Regions from separate parts of the Sus scrofa genome. Here regions 1 and 2 are each linked to region 3. The links are chromatin contacts, called in public HiChIP or PLAC-seq maps. All regions are on one chromosome and are shown on one strand. Each heading gives the region's core, a stretch centred on a gene start, on an enhancer-like site or on the middle of the called end of the contact. The rest is flanking DNA. Distances are from core to core; before and after follow the strand shown.

What was found. HiChIP or PLAC-seq counts read pairs in DNA pulled down with a chosen protein or histone mark.
Region 1: a contact with region 3 is called in an H3K27ac HiChIP or PLAC-seq map of alveolar macrophages. The contact joins two enhancer-like sites. A contact is called at or near these places in 7 of 47 Hi-C or Micro-C datasets (brain, embryonic fibroblasts, fetal heart ventricle and 4 more) and 1 of 2 datasets of contacts at active chromatin or transcription factors (alveolar macrophages).
Region 2: a contact with region 3 is called in an H3K27ac HiChIP or PLAC-seq map of alveolar macrophages. The contact joins two enhancer-like sites. A contact is called at or near these places in 3 of 47 Hi-C or Micro-C datasets (embryonic fibroblasts, fetal liver and subcutaneous adipose tissue) and 1 of 2 datasets of contacts at active chromatin or transcription factors (alveolar macrophages).

What each region holds. Positions count from the first base shown.
Region 1 is chr7:112,572,055-112,575,764 of Sscrofa11.1, reverse strand. The region is part of intron 14 of RPS6KA5 (ribosomal protein S6 kinase alpha-5); the gene reads left to right. Among named protein-coding and RNA genes, the nearest start is that of TTC7B, 55 kb to the right of the region's middle. Within about 2 kb of position 1,889, at least 1 of the 83 cell types and tissues checked has an H3K27ac peak or open chromatin away from gene starts, as enhancers often do. A contact at or near this core is called in alveolar macrophages, where this site is marked.
Region 2 is chr7:112,367,689-112,371,245 of Sscrofa11.1, reverse strand. It overlaps TTC7B (tetratricopeptide repeat protein 7B), which reads left to right. Exons shown (of 20, transcript XM_021099609.1): 13 at 402-459. Among named protein-coding and RNA genes, the nearest start is that of TTC7B, 150 kb to the left of the region's middle. Within about 2 kb of position 1,520, at least 20 of the 83 cell types and tissues checked have an H3K27ac peak or open chromatin away from gene starts, as enhancers often do. A contact at or near this core is called in alveolar macrophages, where this site is marked.
Region 3 is chr7:112,072,701-112,076,069 of Sscrofa11.1, reverse strand. NRDE2 (protein NRDE2 homolog) reads left to right here. Exons shown (of 14, transcript XM_021099603.1): 3 at 383-616. Among named protein-coding and RNA genes, the nearest start is that of NRDE2, 16 kb to the left of the region's middle. Within about 2 kb of position 1,844, at least 2 of the 83 cell types and tissues checked have an H3K27ac peak or open chromatin away from gene starts, as enhancers often do. A contact at or near this core is called in alveolar macrophages, where this site is marked.

The DNA.
Region 1 (3,710 bases), core at 640-3,139, 500 kb before region 3:
TAATTTCAGTTCTATATGTTAAATTCAAATGCTAAATCATACAAATGTAATTATATTCATACAACGTATAAAACACTGCTGGCGAAATTTGAATATTGCCTGGATACTGGGTGCTACAAAGGAATTACTGCTAATTGTTCTTGGGTATAATAAGTTGTAGTTGTGGTTTTTAAAAATCCCTGCCTTTTAGGGATACAAAAATGAACTACTTGCAGATGAAAAGCAAAGTTAGCACCTGCCTTAAACTGTCAAAAAAGAATGTTTTGCAAACTTTTCAATATAAACGAGGACCCATCTCCAGAGCACCTAGATACACAGGCAGAGTCATCGCATAGTGAGCACAAAATTTATTTCGTCTGGTTGGCCTTCTATCTCTGGCGTTTTTACATGTCACATCTAAACATGAATGTGGATCCTTTCGTATGTAAACAATCTGTTATCCCAATTGGGTAAAACAATTCCTTCAGGAAGATGGGTCATGTCTTATCATTTGGCTTTGATTACAACTTAGCCCACCTCATGGATGTGCAGTTCATTGGAAACGAACAGGATGTGAATTAAAATAGAACTTACGCAGTATCTTAGTCTGCCTCAGGCCACCATAACAAAATATTGCAGGCTGGTGACTTAAACAACAGAAATTTATTTCACAGTTCTGGGCGCTGAGACGTCCAGGGCCAAGGTGCCAGCCCCGTTGGTATCTGGCGAGGGCTTCTCCCTTGGGTTGCAAACAGCCATCTGTTCACTGTGTCCTTACATGACCTCACCTCAGTGCATGTGCTTAGAGAGAGAGCAAGAGCCAGCTCTCTGGGGTCTCTTTCTCTTAGGACACTAATCCTCTTGGAGGAGGACCCCACACTCATGACCTCATTACCTTTATCTCCATAAAGGTCCTGTCCACAAATGCGAGTCACATTGACGGTTAGGTCTTCAGCCTAAGAATTTAATTTAATTAATTAATTATTTATTTATTTATTTAATTGTCTTTTTGCCTTTTCTAGGGCTGCTCTGGCGGCATGTGGAGGTTCCCAGGCTAGGGGTCTAATTGGAGCTGAGCCACTGGCCCACACCACAGCCACAGCAACTCGGGATCCGAGCCGCGTCTTCGACCTACACCACAGCTCACAGCAATGCCAGATCCTTAACCCACTGAGCAAGGGCAGGGATCAAACCCGCAACCTCATGGTTCCTAGTTGGATTTGTTAACCATTGCACCACGACGGGAACTCCTCAGCCTAAGAATTTTAAAGGCACACAGCCATTCAGTTCCTAACACACAGTATTTAATAAATGTAGGATAGGATTATATGCCCGCCCAAAGGTGTGGATAGCATATCCATGGGGTGGAATATAATAACATTTAAAACATACTTCTGCCAAGTGTTTTATTCAGGATTTCTTATTTTTTCACTCTCTTTCAAAAATTGTATTTTTAAAATTTCAGACCTGGAGAAAGTGTGGGAGAATAACACTGTGACCATTTGACATTTCGCCACATTTGCTTCCTCTTTCTTTCTAATTCCCTCTTATGTGTGTATACACACACACACCCAGATATATAGAGATGTATATCTGTAGGTATATAGATACTTTCTTGCCGCACCACTTGCAGTTTGCAGACACAGAATTATTCTTAACAGAAGTTGCTTCCAGGATCATCAACTAAATTGTAAGATCTTAGAGTTGAGAGGAGCCTAAAGTTTGTTTAATTCTACCTCTTCCAGAGAAGGGACTTGTCTACAAAGTCCCTATCACCAGTCTCCTTTAAGTATTTCCAAATTGGAGAATTCCACCCCAACAGCCTGCTGAATTCTTACACATCAGAAAGCAAGAAAACTATAAGGCAAAGGGTACTTTCTTGGATGTAGCCACATAATATCTGTTAGGAAGTAGGGTGAGATGAGGAAGTGGAGCAGATTTTGGAAAACTACTCGGCAGTGCCTACTGAACAGACACAGAGCAAAAGGCCAGCAGTTCCAGTCTCAGGGATGTAGTCAGCAAAAATGCGTGGTTTTATGTCCGAAAGACATGGACAAGAAGATATATGGCAGCAGGTTTCAAAATGCCCCAAACTGGAAACGAGTCCAACGTTTATCAACAATAGAAAGCTGTTCTGTCTGGGTTTCCTAGAAGCAGAACCTAGAGTTAAAGCTTATGTTTTGTCTTGTTCCTGAGTAGCAGCATCCCGGGGAGGCAGGAGGGAGGCAGGGAAAGAGGGAGGGAGGGCGGAAGGCGCACTGAGTGACCCCCTCCTGTGACCAGAGGAGCCGATCGCTTGAGTTCACGGACACAAGACATCTCACAGACCCCGAGGCCACAGCAGCAGGCAATGTGATTTCTGTAATTATAGAATAATGGGTCCTTCCCCCTTAGACTCTAGAGTGGGGGACCCAACACCAGTGGATCAGCCATTGATCAGTGGTTCAGCACAGTCCTCAAGGACAGCCCCCCAGCCCCACCGGCTACTGTCTTGAGTGGGCGACTTCACTGAGCTTTTCATGTTCTAACAGGCCAACTGCACCCACCTGAAAGCAGGCCAGCTCATCTAGAAGGTAGGCCCAGTTTCCTCTCGAAACTGGAACTGAATGTCTGTGTGCCTTTAAAATTCTTAGGCTGAGGAGTTCCCGTCGTGGTGCAATGGTTAACAAATCCAACTAGGAACCATGAGGTTGCGGGTTTGATCCCTGCCCTTGCTCAGTGGGTTAAGGATCTGGTATTGCTGTGAGCTGTGGTGTAGGTCGAAGACGCGGCTCGGATCCCGAGTTGCTATGGCTGTGGTGTAGGCCAGTGGCTCTTGATCATGGGGAGCCCCCCTCGATGAGGCCAGAGATGTGAGTTAAGGAAGAAGCCTTGGTGCAATAGAGGGAGGTGACAGGCTCCTGTGCATGTCATTTGCTGTGACTTCTGGACTTCCTAGGGTTGATTCTGAGCGTGCCATGTCCACAGCATCTTGACTGCTGCTGCAGCTTTATGAATCTGTGTATCTGCTGACCCTGTGCACTGCTTTGTCCCAGCTTCAAGGGAGCCTTTGCAGCCGACTCCCAGCACTGGCTCCAGGTGGCCCTGCCAGGATGTTGAATCCTGAGTCTCAGAAAATGTTTCCATGGCAATAATTTCTTCTCCGTCAGGCCTTATGTTCCACCCGCCCACCCCAGTTCAGCATCCTCAGAATCCATTCGCATTGTGTCCCCTGATCCCTGCTGGGCCATTTTAGCGGGGGCCTTGGTCCCTGTCTCCTCAAACCTCCTCCCCAGGGACTGTACTCCTTCCTAACATGATTGTATATAAGCTTTTGCTTTAGATTGTGTGCTTTCTGGGGAACCCAGGCTACGAGAGTTGGTGCCAACAGTGACCCCAAAAGCAGAACCTTAGGAAGGGACTTTGAAGTTGCATGACTTCCTGTCTGACACCCCAGTTACACTGGGGAATGGGGTTCCCACTGCCGTCCAACTGAAGAAAGAGACAGAAGGGAAAACAGAGTGAGGCCAGAGTGGAAGGCGGGGGTGTTACTGTGTTGGTCGCTACTCACTACAAAAGTGTCATCTTCCAAGAGCTTTGCGACCTACCGTGTCTCAGGGCGGCCTGTCGGTGGATCAGAGATGAGAGGGATTTGTCCCCTGGCTTCCATCTCCCTGGTGAGAGGTTTCCCCCAGCGTAGGTTCACCTGGGGTTGGATGTGTGGGTGCTGACTGGGTCCCAGGGCACCTCGC
Region 2 (3,557 bases), core at 271-2,770, 300 kb before region 3:
AAGGCCGTCTAATCCACACCATTGGTGCTGGAATCTGTTCTATTCCATTCTGGCAGAGCCATTCTTTACCCATGAATTACATGCCTACACTTGAGAATGTTTTCCCCTCTGAGGTTCTCAGCTGGTCTTTGGAAGATGGGCCCCTATTCCTGGGGGTACCAGCCAACTCACACGCTTCCCTTGGCCTGGTTCCACAGTTATGCCCAACAGGTGCAAGGGCCTCTGGCCACCCTGGCCTTCGTTTCCCATCCTTTACAGCTCCTGGGACAGGACTGGGCACACAGGCACCCAGAATTTGTTGCTTGTAATCCAGTTGGATGTACAGTTTTGGGGGTGAGTTGTGTATTTGTCAAAAACTCCCTGATCTCCCATGCCACTGACTAATTGAACCCTTTTCTTAGCTTCTTTGCGAGGGATGCAGGAGGTCCTACAGAGAAAGGCGCTTCTTGCATTTCAGAGGTGAGTGGGAGTTCATCTTTTCACTCGGCTGTACATAATGACACCAAAGTATGAGAAGTATAAAAAGAAGAGATATTTATAAAGATTATGTAAACAGTGTTTTACCCCTGGGAGCCTTTCCTCTTGAGCACTGAGCATACCATGTAAAACTTGCTGCATCACTTGTTGCCATGTAAATCTGCTCTCTGAATCTGTTTATTCATCCAGGCACATTTTATTCATCCCTAATACAGCGATCGCAGCTCGAAGACAGATAGTCTTTTATGTCTAGGGAGACGATTCCCTTTTATCACAAACATTTTTCATCATCTGGAAAAAGGATCATTCTTTGCTAGCTTTTTTTTTTTTTAACATGTCAAACTGCAGATGTTTATATTAAGAAATGAAAAGGCCAGATTTTAGGACAGTCTCCGAAATAGTATGTAAGACAGATAGTCTGGCCAGCAAGTCCAAGCCTGCTCTCTGTCCCCACCCTGCCTCATTAATACCTTAGACTCCTCTCTGTCACTGCACCTTTTATGAAATTAGGAAATGGCCTTATAATTAGAGGATGCCTGAGTGTCACAGTGCTCTCCACACCCCACACCATAAGGTGGACGGAACGAGTCGTGTGTTCGCTGCAGGTGTGGGGCTGAGACGCAGGGATGAAGAGTCAGTCATGTGGCGATTGAGGTCGGGATGGAGTCAAGGTCTCCTGACTCTGCCCAGCCTTTCTGGTACCTGCCCCCCCCGACCCTGCCCTCCCTTTATGCTCATCGCAGGCATAAGCGGTCACCAACACGAATCATTGCCTGAAAGCACAGCCCTGCAATGTCCAGTCTCGGATTGGTATTGATCCTGTCACCCTAAATACGTCTGAGTTACATTGAATTCTTGGAATCATACTAGAAACTTAGTTACTGATCCAAAAATGTCACGAGGTCCCCTCAGGACCTAGTAGCCACTGTTAGATTTCTATCTCAGAATGAGGGCTGCCTGCAGATTTGTCACAGCGTCTGTGGGCCTTTTCTCACGAAACCACGATCGTTTGGTTTCGGTTAGCCTGAGCCACTTTCGTCTCTTTTTCTTTCACTTCCCAGCAGGCTTGCCGATGGCTCCGTCACGTTGCCAGTCCCAGACTGGTTAGTGACAGAAAGTACCAACTGACATCTGCAAACAGATCTCCTTTCTCTGTGCTCAGTTTTTGTTGATGCTCTCCATCACGGAGTGTGGAAAGCATTTCCATTTCAAATGATTTGGAGTTTTAAATTTTCCAGTCCTAGTTTGTAAAACCCACACACGGATGCCTAAGAAAGTGGTCATTACATCTGTTTCACTTTTCTTAAATCAGCACATCTTACTGGCTCTCTAAAAACAGCCAGAGTGGTGGTCTGCCTTGAGCCGCAGAATGCATAACTTCCCCTTACATAACAGCTGTTCCATTGGCCTGAATTTCTTTTCGTTTCTCTTTTGCTTTGTTTTTCATTCAAAGGGATTTTTAAAAAATATTAGTTCGTGTGGAATAAAGGGTAATGAAATCCTACTGACCTATGTGATTATATTGGGGAAGGCTCACTAAATTATTATTTATACAAAATGAAGTATATTTTTCAAAGGAATAAAAACATTTGTTTCAAGTACACTTTAGCTAGAACTACCCTGTGCCCTGTAGACCTCACAAAAAAATCTGTCAGGGAAAGATTTTAAGTGAACAGGAATGATTTCTATTGCTTCTTAAATGTAAATGGATATGTAAAACTCACTTGGACCAGACATACTTTTTTTTTTTCCTACGTATTTTAAATCTTCTCACAATTCTGTTAATACTCTTGTTTGGCAATTTTTGTTTAAAAAGAAAACAGTGTAACTCACATAGGGGTGGAACTGCAGATGTAGCGTGTGAAACTTAACTCTTAATTATGACTGGAGTCAGAATTCGGAAAGGTTTGCTCTCTCCTGGATTCAGAAAGGTGATTTTTGAAGACATTCCAGTTGTATGATTGCATCTTAATAATGAGACTCTTGGCTGTTCTACACTCATAAGCTCAGCCCAAGAGGCTGAGCCCATTGGTTTGTCCTGTACAGAAGTATAGAGAAGAAAAACATAGTATTGTGTGCAAAGCTTTCTAAGATTCTGGCTTGATCTGAGTGGTGGCTCCTGGGGTCTCTGACACCCTACAGAGAAAAGCAAGGCTGGAAACAGGCGAGCATGTCTCGGTGACTTGCCCCCAAAATGCAGGAATCTGGCTGCTCCATGAAGGAGAGGTGGCATAGTGTCACTGGGGTTTGTTGCTCAGTGTGGTAGAGGGGACACAATCTTACACTCTTAGTTATTTTCCTCTCCCACTCCCAGCTCAAGTTCAAGTTTGAATGTGGTTGCGTTTTTTGGGTCTGCAGTGACCGGCCATCCCAGTGTGTTGGGAACTGAGCAATTTCCCAGAATATGGGACTTTCAAGGCAAAACCCAGAAAAACACTGGGCAAACCAGGACAGTGGGTCATCCTATGTGTAACTAATGGGAAGTTCCTGAGTAATAGTTTTCAGCAGGTTTGCTCGAATCCCACGTCCACTGTAAACAGGACTGAGGATGACGTCAAGGAAAATTAATTAAATAAGGCAGCAGAGGGATATGGTGGAGAGACCAGGCCTCAGATTTTCACTTCTGGCTTCACCTCTTTTGCTGGATGTTCTCGAACAAGATGCTTACTAGAAGCTGCTTCATGAATTGTGGTTGTTAGTGTTACAATATTCATGTCTTGTGGGCCAGGTTCAAAACTGATCAGCTTTCTCCGTACTTTCTTCATCTCTAGAGGATGTTGGAGTCTAGGAAAAGGATGAAGTGGACCTTAAGGCATTCTAAGTTTTTGCCAAGTGGTCTGGGAGGCCTGTCCCATGCTCTCCAACAGCAGCCTGGCATGCCTCTCTCAGGGTACTGCCCCCACTGCGCTGTAATGATCACTTTGGGTCTCCCCTCTCCATAGCATTGTGGGAAGCTGCTCAAGGAAAGGTACCTGTATGATTCATCTCCAGGCTCCCTAAAGGCTGGCACAGGGCCTGGCATCACAGTAGGTGCTGCATGATGTGGATGAATGGATGGATGAGTGGTTAGGTGGGTGGAC
Region 3 (3,369 bases), core at 595-3,094:
CTTTTTTTTTTTTTTTTTTTTTTGCAATAAGGTCCTGCTGGCATAATATGTAGGACTGAAAATAAAGCTTTTATTGTGTCTTAAAAACTGTGATAAAATAATTGGTAGATTATTTTTCTTTAAAAGTGTGTAGATATGAAAGTGTAGGTTTAGAAGCTATTAAGATTAGAATTTCTTCACCTGATGTTATTTTAGGTCCAACTCCTAAGTCTTGAAGGTGAGCCCTAATCCAGAAAGGTGCTGTATAGTATATGGTCAAATAGTATGTCTGTGTGGACATTTATAGGATTTCCTTTTACTTATTTGTTTATTTGCATACTTATTTACACATTTTCCCTAATTTTCTTTTGAAAATAATTCTAGCATTGATTTTCCTAAACAGGAGTCCTTTGAAATCAGAGCGTTCAGATGAAAGTGACACTAACAGAAAGCCCACACAAACAAGCAGAAAGAAGAAGAAAGAGAAAAAAAAGAAAAGGAAGCATCAGCACCACAAGAAAACCAAGAGAAAACGTGGGCAGTCAAGCAGCAGTGGATCCGAGTCAGATACTGATTCTGAAAAGGACAAACCTTCCAGAAGCATCAGAGATGGAAACAAGGAATCAGAGAAACCAAAGTAGGTTTTCTCTTCTCAAAAACCTGTGATTTTTCATATCTTGAATTATTTCTCCCTTGATTGTTGGTGATAAGTTAGACATTTGAGTGAATATTTAGCCGCTCAATCAAAATAGAGTCAATAAATACCTTAGTAAAGCTGGGAAAAAGCAGAAAGAGCCCTACCATTAGGTCAACCTAAGAAAAGAAAACTTTCATTTTAAAAAAAGAATAAGGCCATGATTTTATTTGAGAAATATTGCTGAGGCACAGTAACGATTGTGTCAAAATCTGGTTCAGGCAAAAAGTATATAGGATTTTTGGAAGATAGAGAATGTGCCACTTGCTGGGCATATGGGCTAGTTCACTACTTAGTTTTACATGCATTTATTTATTTTTTATTTTTAAAATTTTATTTTTTAAGGTTTTAACACATTTATTTCGATGTTTTAAAATTTTTAAAACATTAAAAAAAATTTTTATTTATTTCTTTTGGCCATGCCAGTGGCATGTGGAAGTTCCCAGGCTAGGTATCGAACAGCAGAGACAATGCTAGATCCTTAACCCGCTGTGCCACAAGGCAGCTCCTTACATGCCTTCATAAAGAATGAGAAAAATGTCTTTCTCTTTCTTGACATGTCTTCCTTTCAGTCACCCACATTAAAACCCCTGTTGTATTGGGAGTTCCTATTGTGATTCAGCGGTAATGAACCCAGCTAGTGTCTGTGGGGACGCAGCTTCGATTCCTGGTCTCGCTAAGTGGTTGAGGATCTGGCGTTGCCGTGAGCTGTGGTGTAGGTTGCAGATGTGGCTCGGATCCCAAGTAGATGTGGCTGTTGTGTAGGCCGGCAGCAACAGCTCCAATTTGACCCCTAGCCTGCCAACTTCCGTATACCTCAGGCACTGACCTAAAAAGACAACCCCCGCCCCCCGCCCCGAGTTTGCTCCTGCATGTGCTTGCCTGCGCACTCTCTCTCTGGTTAAGGTTGATGTAGCACTTAAAATAATCATTGCTTTTGTCCTTATTTCACAGCTGTTTAGAATCACTGGGTTGGAGGTACAGAATGGCTCATGACCACCTACTTCCTTTCCTTGGGGGTTTTCTTTCTCCCCGTGTTTCGCTTGTCTGCCCTGGGCATAGCGTTCACGGCGTTCTGTAGATCTGGTCAGTGCAGGTGCTGAGTGATAGCTTTTCCTCTCTGCTAAGTCTGACCTCCTCCTGCGTAGGAGGCACTGTCCCATGTGTGTGACTCGCGGTATGTGGTGAAACTGCTTGAGTCATTCCTCAATTAACTTTTTTCTTTCCTTCGTTCATGTGGTCTAGAAGAGAGGAAATTTAAGTACCCGTTCGAGGCATACTTTAATAAATTTAGTGCTGTTAAGATTTTTATGACCCTTCAGGGCTTATTTGCTTTAGTTATGTGCTTATGAGTCCCACTGATGTTGGAGTTTCCATCAGAGGCAGACAACGTGGTCTGCTGGGATCCCTTTGTTATCAGATCAGCATTGGAGAACCACAGGCCTCTGTGGCTCAGAGGATCCAGATTTATTTAGCTCTGTCTGCGTCTCAGGTGCTGTGCCTGTAACCCTAGAAGAAGGAAAAATAAAGGAGTCTAGCAGAAAGATTCTGAATTTGACTGAATTTCTGTGGCAGAGCCACTCCTCCCTTCTTACCTTTGTATGCTCTTCCCCACCAGAGGTTAACGTAGGTCCTGATGTGTAATAAACTCTCAGTACATTTTTGTTCTGTGAATGAATGGATGAGTAGATCATTGATTCTTATTAGTATGTCTTCAAAGCAAATGCATAATCGTTGTGTGTTGTGAAGACTCATCTTTAACTATTTGTCTTTTTTTTTTTTTTTTTTGCTGAGGAAAATGAGTTTTATAGGATTTCCTGAAACTGTACCAGAACTACCATAAGAACTTGAAAGAGTAATTTTCAGCCTGTGCTTAACCACATCAGAAGTGATCTTTACAGTCTCTCGATAGTTTTATAATCTAGGTAGCACTTTTTTTTTTTTTTTTTTTTTTTTTAAGGGCTGCACCTGAGGCATGTGGAGGTTCCCAGGCTAGGGGTCAAATTGGAGCTACAGCTGCTGGCCGACACCACAGCCACAGCAACATCAGATCTGAGCCGCATCTTCAACCTACACCACAGCTCACAGCAACGCTGGATCCTTAACCCACTGAGTGGGGCCAGAGATCAGACCCATGTCCTCATGGATACTAGTCCATTTCCTTACCACTGAGCCATGACAGGAACTCTGATCCAAAGGCACTTTTAAGTTTGTTGATGTTTTGTAGAGTATCCCCATTAAGATTAGGGTGGGTTGTTCTTGTCTTTGTCTTTGACTTTCTTACTGTTCACTTCTGTAGCCTTTTCCTGGGAAGGTGACCTGGAAGAGTTGTTTGTTTCTGCACAGACAAGGACTAAGACATTAGTGAGTTGTGTCTTCTGTGATATCAGGAAAGCGGTGTTGGGTGTGTGGCCAGCAGGGTGGAGGGGGTTGTGTACCATATGGGGCTCTTATTCAGGGTCATCGGGGGACAGCTTCCCCAGAGACCATAGCTTCTTGCGACCTTCATTTCCTAGGATGAGCTCTTCACTGTCAGGTGCAGGTCCTTCCCTGTGCAGCCCGGACCACATCCCGCTTCCCGACTGCAGTACCCAGTAGGGGAGGGATGAGGGCCTCTTACTCTCCAGCGGTGGTCTGCAGCAGGCCCTTCCTCCCCCCTTCCCCTAGCTGGCTTTCCTTTTCTTTCTGGAATGTGT